Linked DNA regions of Mus musculus: regions 1 and 3 are each linked to region 2. A link is a contact called in public HiChIP or PLAC-seq data. All regions are on one chromosome and are shown on one strand. The core of a region is the stretch at or near the end of the contact, and the rest is flanking DNA. Distances in the headings are between cores, read along the strand shown. Region 1 holds the start of Mroh6 (maestro heat-like repeat family member 6). Region 2 holds the start of Lypd2 (Ly6/Plaur domain containing 2). Region 3 holds the start of Zc3h3 (zinc finger CCCH type containing 3).

Region 1 (3,147 bases), core at 329-2,828, 1.2 Mb before region 2:
GAAAGCCCTCACCTACTACTAGAAGCAGATAGGGAGGTTCTGAGATGGGGTGTCAGAGTCTAATCATAGCCCCAGGCGCTTGTATCTGCTAAGGGCAATGTGCCTATGTCAGGCGTCCCAAGCCAGCCATCCCTGCCTGATCTATCATCTGTTATAGGCCTTGGGGGTGGGGGTGGGAGGTCTCAGTTTCTGACCCAGTAACCGAGGAAGGAGGAGGAGATTTAAAAAGCTGAGGATCCAAGGAGCTGCCTCAGCGAGGGCTGGAGCTGTCTGGGTACAGCAAGCTAGGTAAGACTCAGGAAGAATTGCTCCAGAGACAGTTGGAGTGTCTTAGGCACCCTACCATTGTTGTGAAGAGACGCCATGACCATGGCGACCAACTCTTGGCAAAGAAAGCATTTAATTGGAGGCTTTCCTATGGTTTCAGAGGTTAGTCCATGATCAATGATCATCATGGTGGGGACATACATGCAGGCACGGTAATGGTGACAGAGGGGAGAGTTCTACATTCTGAAAGAGACCCTAGCCTTGGCATGTGCTTTTGAAACCTCAAAGCCCACCCCTGTGACACACTTCCTTCAAGAAGGCCACACCTCCGGATCCTAATCTTAGAATAACACCGCTCCCTGGTGACTAAGCATTCAAATGCATGCGCCTTTGGGAGCCATTCTTATTCAAACCACCACATGGTTTGGTTCATGGCTTGGTGGGAGGCAGAGTTGGGGCTTGGGTAGCCCGAGGTATAGGAGCTGAAGAGCGTGAATGCCCACTGCTTGGAATACTTCCCCATGCACTTCCGCCTGGAGCAGTCTGTCAGACTAGTTCATCTAGCTTCCCTGGCTTAGCGCTGGGCAGTGCCTATAGTGTGGTTGGGTGGAGAGCGGGGATTTAGGGTAGAGGTTGGGCCAGCCCTGGGGAGCATGAACCTGGAAAGGAAGACAACCGGGCGAACAGTATACATACACACTGCCTACGCAGACACAGGGAAGACAGTCTCAGAGAAGGAGGGGCTGGACAGACAGGGCATGAGACATACCACCTCGGGACTGGCAAGGATGCAGAGGAGCCCGCATCAACAATAGTGGGCACTTGCAAATGTATTTAGGAGGCATCACCAGCCTCACCTCATTTGCTCCACACCCCAAGTGTTTCAAGTTCAGGGAGAATGACAGTACCTGACCACGCCCGTTCCTAGGATATTTGGCTATGTGGTCTAGCCCAGCCCCTGACCCTACTGGGGCTTCCTCAGAAGGATCTAAAACTGCCCTGGACCCCTCCCCCAGGCAAGAGGGGGATGGGCAGTTGGGTTAAAGACCTTTCTCTCCTCCACGATAGTCCATGATCTCCATGGACACTGGTGGGCAGGGCCAGACTATGCAGTGGCCATGTCCCACTTGGCTCCAGCAGCCTGGGCAGACACCCTTCACAAGTCCATGCTAGGATATCTCTGTGATTGAACAGCCAATCACTGGCACATGCTCAGACTCGCATGTACCTACGTCTATGCCCACGCCACCACGCCTGTCTGTAGGCCCGCCTGTGGGCCCGCCCGGGGCCTGATTCTAGGTCAGGTCTGGACACAACTTCACTGGAAGAGTGGTGGCAGGTGCCGCTGGTAGGAACACTATGGCTGGGGGTGTGTGGGGTCGGGGCCGGGACGGCCGGGACGGCCCTGTGGGCTCCCTAACTCTGACAGCTCTAGCGGAAGGAATCCGGGCTAGCCAGGGGCAGCCTGTGGGACCCTCTTCTACAGGCCCTCAGTCTGATCCCCAGGAGCTTGGGCCCGAGCCTGAGCCCTATATTCAAACACTCACCCCTGCCTTTGAGGCCCAGCCTGGGAATGAAGTGGTTGCCCCCACAGCTGGTAGTGAGATCTATTCCCCACACAATGCCCAGGAGCCAGCCCCCGAGAGACCGTACCAGGTGAGTAAGAGGGCAGATGCTGGATGATGCAAAGTTTGGCTGTTCACTTGGGCACTAGAAAGACAAGAAGTACGGGGGGGGGGGGGGCATTGAGGAGTCCTGAGGGTAAACGGATGGAAAAGATCATACGGGAGGAAGGTTTGTCGCCATCTGAGGGATGGGAAGACTGGAGGACTAGGGAGGATAGTTGAGATCGGCTTGGGGACTTCAGAAACTCCACGTTTCATTCTTCCATCATAGGCTTCCCAGTATTCCTGGGAGGAAGGAACCCTTGCAGACCTTGCGTTGTATACAGCTGCCTGTCTGGAGGAGGCTGGCTATGCCGGGACCCAGGCAACAGCGCTCACTCTGTCCTCAGCCCTGGAAGCCCGGGGGCAGCGGCTGGAGGACCAGGTTAGCATCCCCATCCAGAGAATCCTGCAAGCCTCCCTTCAACCTCGACCACACTCCCCCTAAAGGCTGCTCTGAGTGTAGGGAGGTGCGGTGCTGGCAAGAGTTTCCTTTTGAGGTCCTGGGGCTCTAACTACTGACGTTTGTTCCTTTTACCCAGGTCCACGGTCTGGTGCGTGGGCTGCTGGCACAGGTCCCTAGCCTGGCAGAGGGGAGACCCCGGAGGGCAGCCCTACGGGTGCTGAGCGCACTGGCTCTGGAGCATGCGCAGGACGTGGTGTGTGCGCTGCTACCCAGTTCGCTACCCCCGGACCGGTAACCCTCCCCGCCCAGCCGCGCTGCGCTGCCCCACGCGGCTTCCTTCCCCCTTCCCGCTTGATAGCTTGGTCATAGGATCTGGTTCCTGCAGCACCGGGCAGTAAGGGAATAGGGCCCCGGAAATCCCTTCCCCTAGACTTTTGCTGGTGTTACACCACCATACCTGGGTTTAGTTTAACTCTGACACTCTCCTCTCTCTCTCTCTCTTCTCCTTTCCCTCCATCCCCTGCTTTTTACCTGAAGATGTGGGCGGCATAAGTAAGCACGGTGGCTTGATCACCTAGAAGCCTCTGGCTCTTCGGGTCATTTACCCCAATATTTATTTTTGGTTAATTCTTTACAATAATTTTAAAAATTAAAAAAAATAATGTTAGGTCTGTTTCCCAGTAGCTGACACAACGGGGCTCACAGTGTAGTCCAGAGGGCTGCTGATCTCTGGGGCTGGCTCTGTTGTCGTCTGCGTTTGTCTTCTCTGGGATATGGGATGGTGGAAGGGTAAAGGATGGTTTGCTTCTG
Region 2 (3,240 bases), core at 255-2,754:
TCTGTCCCTCCAGAACTGTCACAAGGAAAAATACAGTTGGCAGGCTGAGCGTCTGACTCATGCCAGGCTAGGAAAGCCCTGGGAAGTACAGAGGTTGGTCCAGAGCCTAGGCAAATGAGGACCTTCCCATGCAGGGTGAAGCCAGACCCCAGTGGAGCTCCTGAGGGCAGTGGCAAGAGTGGACATACCTTGCTGGGGGCATAACAAGAACAAAGCCAGAGTAGGAGTAAGGTTGGGATGCTGGACAAAGAGACACCTGGGAAGCCCAGCAACAGTGTGGTCTTTACCACTAGCAGAGTCAGGCAGGTAGATATGCTCCCCACCCCTACATGTCTCAGCTGGGACAAGCTACTCTAGGAAGATACCTGTGGGAAATCAGGACGAGCCAGGTGCTGCCAGGTCATGGGGATCCCTGTCATAGCATTCTGTCTAGGGCAAGGACACTACACTCTACACATACACACACACACACACACACACACACACACACACACACACACACACACACACACACACAGAGAGAGAGAGAGACAGACAGACAGACAGACAGACAGACAGACAGGCAGACCTGATGCTATGGTGACCCCCACCCTTAAAATTATGTTTGTTGCTACTTCATAACTGTAATTTTGCTACTGTTATGAATCATAATGTAATTTTTTTTTAAAGATAGAGGATTGACAAAGGGATCAAGACCCACGGGTTTCGAATTGCTGTCCCTACCTCTTGACCTTCAGTGGAGAGAGGAAGGAGGAGGTGGAGGGGCCCAGGAAAGTCCTGCCTAAGATCAGCCTATGAGCCATTGGAGATCAAGGTGTGCAGACAAGCCGAGAGTGGATGGCCCTCCAGGAAACATGAAACAGTGTCCCCCAAAGCAACCCTGGGCCTCCCCAGCTCACCCATCCTCCAAAACACCTTCCTGTTGATCAAGCAAGTTCTGTCTTTGTTCCTTAGGCCTTTGAGTAAACTCTGGGCTGGTTGTCAGTGGCAATTTGGCACACCCCACCTTCCCCCTGACCACTTCAGAGGAGCTGGGAGGTGCAAGATCATCTTGGAAAGATTCCATCCAAGAGCTGCTGGGCCAAAGCTCTGGAGAAGGCCACAAGGTAAAAGCTCTTTACCACAGCTGGAAAAGTGCAGGAGAGCCCAGCTCCCATTGTCCCATTCTGTGCAGCCTGAAGACCCCTGACCTGTCCTGGAAGAAGGAATCTGGAAGATTTTCTTGGCTAGGAGTTGTAGGGTGGTGTGGAAGGGTCCCCAGTGGGAAAAGAAAGACGACCCATAACCTATGGGGAGGAGAGGGGCCTGGGAAGGGTGGAACAGCAGCTTTGAGGGGTGGAGCTCGAACAGTCTGAGAGGGCTGGGTAGGGTCCGAGGGAGCCCCAGGGAGCCCTGGGGAATGGGGTGTGGGTGAGGAAGCAGGGCAGGCCCTCCAGAAATCTGATCCTCCTCTAATCTGCTTAGCCAACCGGTCAGACCACCGCTGTAGGCATTTCCCCACCAGGCAGGCCTGAGTGAGGACCTCGACCATGCAGGGGACCTGGATGGTGCTGTTGGCACTGATATTGGGCACCTTCGGGGAGCTTGGTGAGCATGGGGGAGCACGGGAGCGGGCCCCAGGACTATTCTCAGAGAGAGTTTCTCATGGGGGAGTTTCAGAGAAGGAGAACGCTGAGCCGGGACCGGCCAGGCGGGCAGAAGCCGGCACCAAAGCCCTAGGTGCCAGCGGAGAGCCTCAGGATACTGGTGTGTTTGCTAGTGCAAGCCTTTCAGCAGGAGAAGAGGGGAGATCTCGGATGCTGGGGCAGATGGCCTGGGACTCTGGATATGATGGACATGTAATTGGGGAAAGGACATCCAGAAATATCCAGAGACAGGGTGAGACAAACAAGTGGCGACATGATGTTGACTGTCAGCCCGTTATGTGCTCAGTGATGAGGGCTCAAGCCAGGCTGTTCCATACAGTTCTTGGAGAGGTTGACTGAACCAGAGGCAGAGGCCCTACCAGGTCACTGTCTGTGTGGGGTTGGGGGAGGGATGACTTCCCTGTGTGTCTGAATTGATTGGAGACAAGCTAGGCTTCCTGGGGCTTCTGGGATTGGGTCTGGAATGCTAGCAAGACTGTACAGTGCCTTCCAGCCAGGCTCTACACCCGCAGCCCTCCCCTCAGGGAAGACACCTTTGCCAAGCTGGTACCTGTGAACTCCTCTGTGCAGCTCCCACCCAGTGTTCCAAGGACCTGCTTGTCTGACCCCCATGACAGGCAGCACTTCAGCAGAAGGGCATTTGGTGATGAGGAAGTGCAAGGGCGTCTGCCTTAACAATGTCTGCTCACACCGATCTGCGGTTGTGGTGTGCGCGTGAATGTACGTGTGTGTGCGCGCGCGTGCGCGTGTGCGTGTGCGCGTGTGCGTGCGTGTGCGTGTGCGCGTGTGCGTGTGCGTGTGCGTGTGTGTGTGTGTGTGTGTGTGTTTTGATGATTATTCCAAATCAGCTGTCCCCATCCTGGTCCCAGGCTGAGCCCACTATTCCAGGGGCACATTCTGTAAGACCCTGATTCAATGGTCATGTTGTCTCCCCTGAGCTTGGTTAGTGGGCATCTGGTCCCTGGTTAGTGTCCTTGTCTTCTGAGACTAAGCCTCCATGGCAGAGCAGGACATTGGGTGAAGACATTTTGGGCTTTTGAGACAGGAAGGCCTGTTCACTGCCCTCTCATCCCTCCTCTCCTAGCTATGGCCTTACAGTGCTACACCTGTGCGAATCCTGTGAGTGCATCCAACTGTGTCACCACCACCCACTGCCACATCAATGAAACCATGTGCAAGACTACGCTCTACTCCCTGGAGATTGGTCAGTAGGATCTGCGTGGGACAGAACTGGGATCCCCTTTTCTGACCACGGATCCCTGACCATCTGGGTCCCCACACAGCCTGCACCATCATCCCACCATTTCTGCCAAGAGACTTTCTGTCCAGGCCATTAGCCCCCACCCTTCCCCCTCTCCCCTCATCATGGGAGGCCCCTGAAGTTTTTCTGGAAGTCCTTGTAAAGCTGTCTTACAACTTGTGTTTTACATTCTATATAACATACAAATCCTCCCACAGACCAATTCAAGATGCCATAGGTGTCCCTTGTACATCAAAGGCTTCAGTGGTCCTAGAGAAAGGGGAATCTAGGCTAGTGGGGTGGTTGATCCCAGAGTGGGTGGTCCCTGAGCTTGGGGTACAGAGGTAGTAAAGG
Region 3 (3,415 bases), core at 33-2,532, 1.1 Mb before region 2:
ACTGCCCGGCCTGCCCGGCTATCTACCCTCACTTCTTCTTTTTTTTTTTTTAAAGATTTATTTATTTATTATATGTAAGTAAGTACACTGTAGCTGTCTTCAGACACTACAGAAGAGGGAGTCAGATCTTGTTACAGATGGTTGTGAGCCACCATGTGGTTGCTGGGATTTGAACTCCGGACCTTCGGAAGAGCAGTCGGGTGCTCTTACCCACTGAGCCATCTCACCAGCCCCTACCCTCACTTCTTAATGCTTGTCTTACAGGTATTCACTATCAAACCCAGCTTCTAGAACTTCTTTTTCAGGCGTAACAGTAGACTATGCAGATGTAGCTCACTGGTAGAGGCTTGGCCGGACTTGAGGCCTTAGGGCTCCAAAGATACTGCACATTCCTACATAGTGGCACACTCTTAATTGCAGCACTTGGGTGGCAGAGGCAGGCAGATTTCTGAGAGTTCCAGGCCAGCCTGGTCTACATAGGGAATTCCAGGACAGACAGAGGTACATAGCGAGATTCTGTCTCTAACAAAACAAATCACTGGATAATATCCCATTTCCATGTAAACAGTCATTCGGGTTAGCTATTATAAATAATGACATACAAATATGTTAGAATCGGTGTTTTCTACGCGTTGGTTATACACCTAGACGTGGGACTGTCTGATCACGTGGTAACTACCGTGAGTTTTTTTTTTTTTTCAGTATTTTCTAGAGGTTGCAGCCTTTCCTACTAAATGCCCTCAAGAATTTTCTTAACACCTGTAATCATCCGAAAAAAAAAATTGCCTCCGATTCCTTTTCGCTGTTCTCGTGCTGCTGCGGCAGCAAAGGCGTTAAAATGGCATCCCTTTGATTCCAGGTCCGGAGGCAGAGGAAAGAGAACTTCCGTAAGTTCGAGGCCAGCCTAGTCTACATAGCGAGTTCCCCAGTTATGTTTCTCTCCAGCCAGAAATACATCCTGTCTCAAACAAATAAATTGATAAAAGGAATTCCTGGGTCTAGGGGAAACTGTTAGCAACCTATCTCCTCCAAGTCTTCCGAGGAACCCCCAGCGGTGGAAATGATGCGCAGGAATTGGTGCAGAAGCCAGATTGCGGGCCACTTCCGGGCGCTTCAAGATGACGGATTTTTCTCGTTCTGCGCATGCGTCCTTCCAGGGTTGCCGGGGCGACGGTGCCTTCCAACCCCGTGTCCACGCATAGTGAAGTTCGGCGTTCTCTCCTCCCCGCCTGCGGGGACCAGTCGCGCGGCGATGACGTCGAGGGGGTCTGGCTAGGCGTCGCGGACTCCGGAGATGGAGGAAAAGGAGCAGCTGCGGCGGCAGATACGCCTCCTGCAGGGTGAGCTGGCTGCGGTCGGGCCGTGTGTTCCCTTGTTTCTTGTGATCGCCGTAGACCCTCTCCGAAGCGAGTGCTGTCGGTTGCGGTCTCCCGATGGTCGTCATGGGTGGGCATCGGAGCGGCCGAGTCGGGTTCGGCCCTCGCGTGACAGACCCGCCAGGCTTCGGGGCGAGGGAGCGGGCCGGGCCTCCAAGGGGCTGTCAGGAGATGATAGCACGGTGGTCTTACCAGCGAGTGGTCGCGGCAGCCGACTTCCAGGTTCGGCTGGCTCGGAAGCGTTTCTCTTCCGCTGCCGTTGAGTGCCTTTGGCTCGATTCAGGCACAGCCCCCACGTACTCAGGGCTGACTACCCAGGCACCAGCTTCAGCTTCAAATGTTTAGACTCAAGTTGGTCTTTATAAGCGTTCATATCGTTTTCAAAGTTTCCCCCACAAAAGCATGTCCTAAGGAGAGTCCAAGTGGCCTTCCTATTTGAGACTACTTCGTGCGTTTCCCTAACACCCGACCGGAGGTGTCTGGCAGGATTCGAGGGTCGAGGCAGGCCCTGTGTGTGTGTGTGTTTGGTTATTGGGGATCCAGCGAGCCTGCTGGCGTTCCTTCACTCTTCTTCCAGGGCTCCATGAGTCACTTCATTGGAAAATCCTTGTGGTGGTGGTATCAGGTGTTTTTCTGTAGGAGATGATGTTAGTTAGCTGTTGGGTCATCATTGTGTTTTTGTTTTTTTGTTTTTTATTTCTGTCTGTCACGTACTGGGTTAGAGAAGCGTCAGTTCTGAGAAGACAGTTATGCACTATGGTGCAGTCCTGCAATTTTCCCCGTGAGTGGGTAAACTACAGGGCCTCAGTGGAAGACTTGTCCAGTTCTTACCCAGGCACCACAGGTTTCTGGTCCCTGACTGTTTTTTTTTGTTTTTTTGTTTTTTTTTTTGGTTTTTTTTGTTTTTTGTTTTTTGTTTTTTTTGTTTTTTTTTTTTTGGTATAGGGAGTGACACTTGCTCTCAGAACATTGTAGATCTCATAGGCCAGGGGGTAGAAGCAGTCATACCACAAAAGCTGCCATCTTCAGGATAAGCAAGCCAAATACTAATAGTGATGGAGAAGTGCTCACAGAATTGACAAGCCTAGAGATTTGGACTGAACTTTACATGGTTTCCAGTCACTTAGGACTGCTCTCAAGTCAGCAAGGCGAGCAGGTCTGGAGTATTAGGGTAGGGGTAGTAGTCTTGATTGGTGCTGTTTTTATTCACATCTCCTAGGTAACTGAGCGTGTGATTCTGCCTTCTCAGGTCTAATTGATGACTATAAAACACTCCACGGCAATGGCCCTGCCCTGGGCAACTCATCAGCTACTCGGTGGCAGCCACCCATGTTCCCGGGTGGCAGGACCTTTGGCGCCCGCTACTCCCGTCCAAGTCGGAGGGGCTTCTCCTCACACCATGGCCCTTCGTGGCGCAAGAAATACTCCCTTGTGAATCAGCCTGTGGAATCTTCTGACCCAGCCAGCGATCCTGCTTTTCAGACATCCCTCAGGTCTGAGGATAGCCAGCATCCTGAACCCCAGCAGTATGTACTGGAGAGACAGGTCCAGCTCAGTCCAGATCAGAATATGGTTATTAAGATCAAGCCACCATCAAAGTCAGGTGCCATCAATGCTTCAGGGGTCCAGCGGGGGTCCTTGGAAGGCTGTGATGACCCCTCTTGGAGTGGCCAAAGACCCCAAGGAAGTGAGGTTGAGGTCCCTGGTGGACAACTGCAGCCTGCAAGGCCAGGAAGAACCAAGGTGGGTTACAGTGTGGACGACCCCCTCTTGGTCTGCCAGAAGGAGCCTGGCAAGCCTCGGGTAGTGAAGTCTGTGGGCAGGGTGAGTGACAGCTCTCCCGAGCATCGGCGGACAGTCAGTGAAAATGAAGTGGCCCTCAGGGTACACTTCCCATCTGTCCTGCCCCATCACACTGCTGTGGCTCTGGGCAGGAAGGTAGGCCCTCATTCTACCAGCTATTCTGAACAGTTCATTGGAGACCAAAGAGCAAACACTGGCCACTCAGACCAGCCAGCTTCCTTGGGGCCAGTGGTGGC

What was found. HiChIP or PLAC-seq counts read pairs in DNA pulled down with a chosen protein or histone mark.
Region 1: a FOXA1 HiChIP or PLAC-seq map of pancreatic cancer cells shows a contact between it and region 2. The contact joins the promoter of Mroh6 here to the promoter of Lypd2 in region 2. A contact is called at or near these places in 1 of 39 promoter capture datasets (hippocampal neurons) and 2 of 115 datasets of contacts at active chromatin or transcription factors (astrocytes and pancreatic cancer cells).
Region 3: a contact with region 2 is called in an HNF4G HiChIP or PLAC-seq map of pancreatic cancer cells. The contact joins the promoter of Zc3h3 here to the promoter of Lypd2 in region 2. A contact is called at or near these places in 3 of 39 promoter capture datasets (the C10 cell line, pre-B cells and stem cell-derived epiblast-like cells) and 2 of 115 datasets of contacts at active chromatin or transcription factors (astrocytes and pancreatic cancer cells).

Annotation. Positions count from the first base shown.
Region 1 is chr15:75,887,203-75,890,349 of GRCm38.p6, reverse strand. It overlaps Mroh6 (maestro heat-like repeat family member 6), which reads left to right and starts at 1,578. Exons shown (of 14, transcript NM_001282443.2): 1 at 1,578-1,923; 2 at 2,164-2,316; 3 at 2,474-2,628. The coding sequence starts at 1,627.
Region 2 is chr15:74,732,577-74,735,816 of GRCm38.p6, reverse strand. It overlaps Lypd2 (Ly6/Plaur domain containing 2), which reads left to right and starts at 1,504. Exons shown (of 3, transcript NM_026671.1): 1 at 1,504-1,587; 2 at 2,731-2,850. The coding sequence starts at 1,530. It overlaps Gm33124 (a long non-coding RNA gene), which reads right to left and starts at 936. Exons shown (of 3, transcript XR_384182.2): 1 at 900-936.
Region 3 is chr15:75,839,775-75,843,189 of GRCm38.p6, reverse strand. It overlaps Zc3h3 (zinc finger CCCH type containing 3), which reads left to right and starts at 1,282. Exons shown (of 12, transcript NM_172121.1): 1 at 1,282-1,340; 2 at 2,626-3,415. The coding sequence starts at 1,295.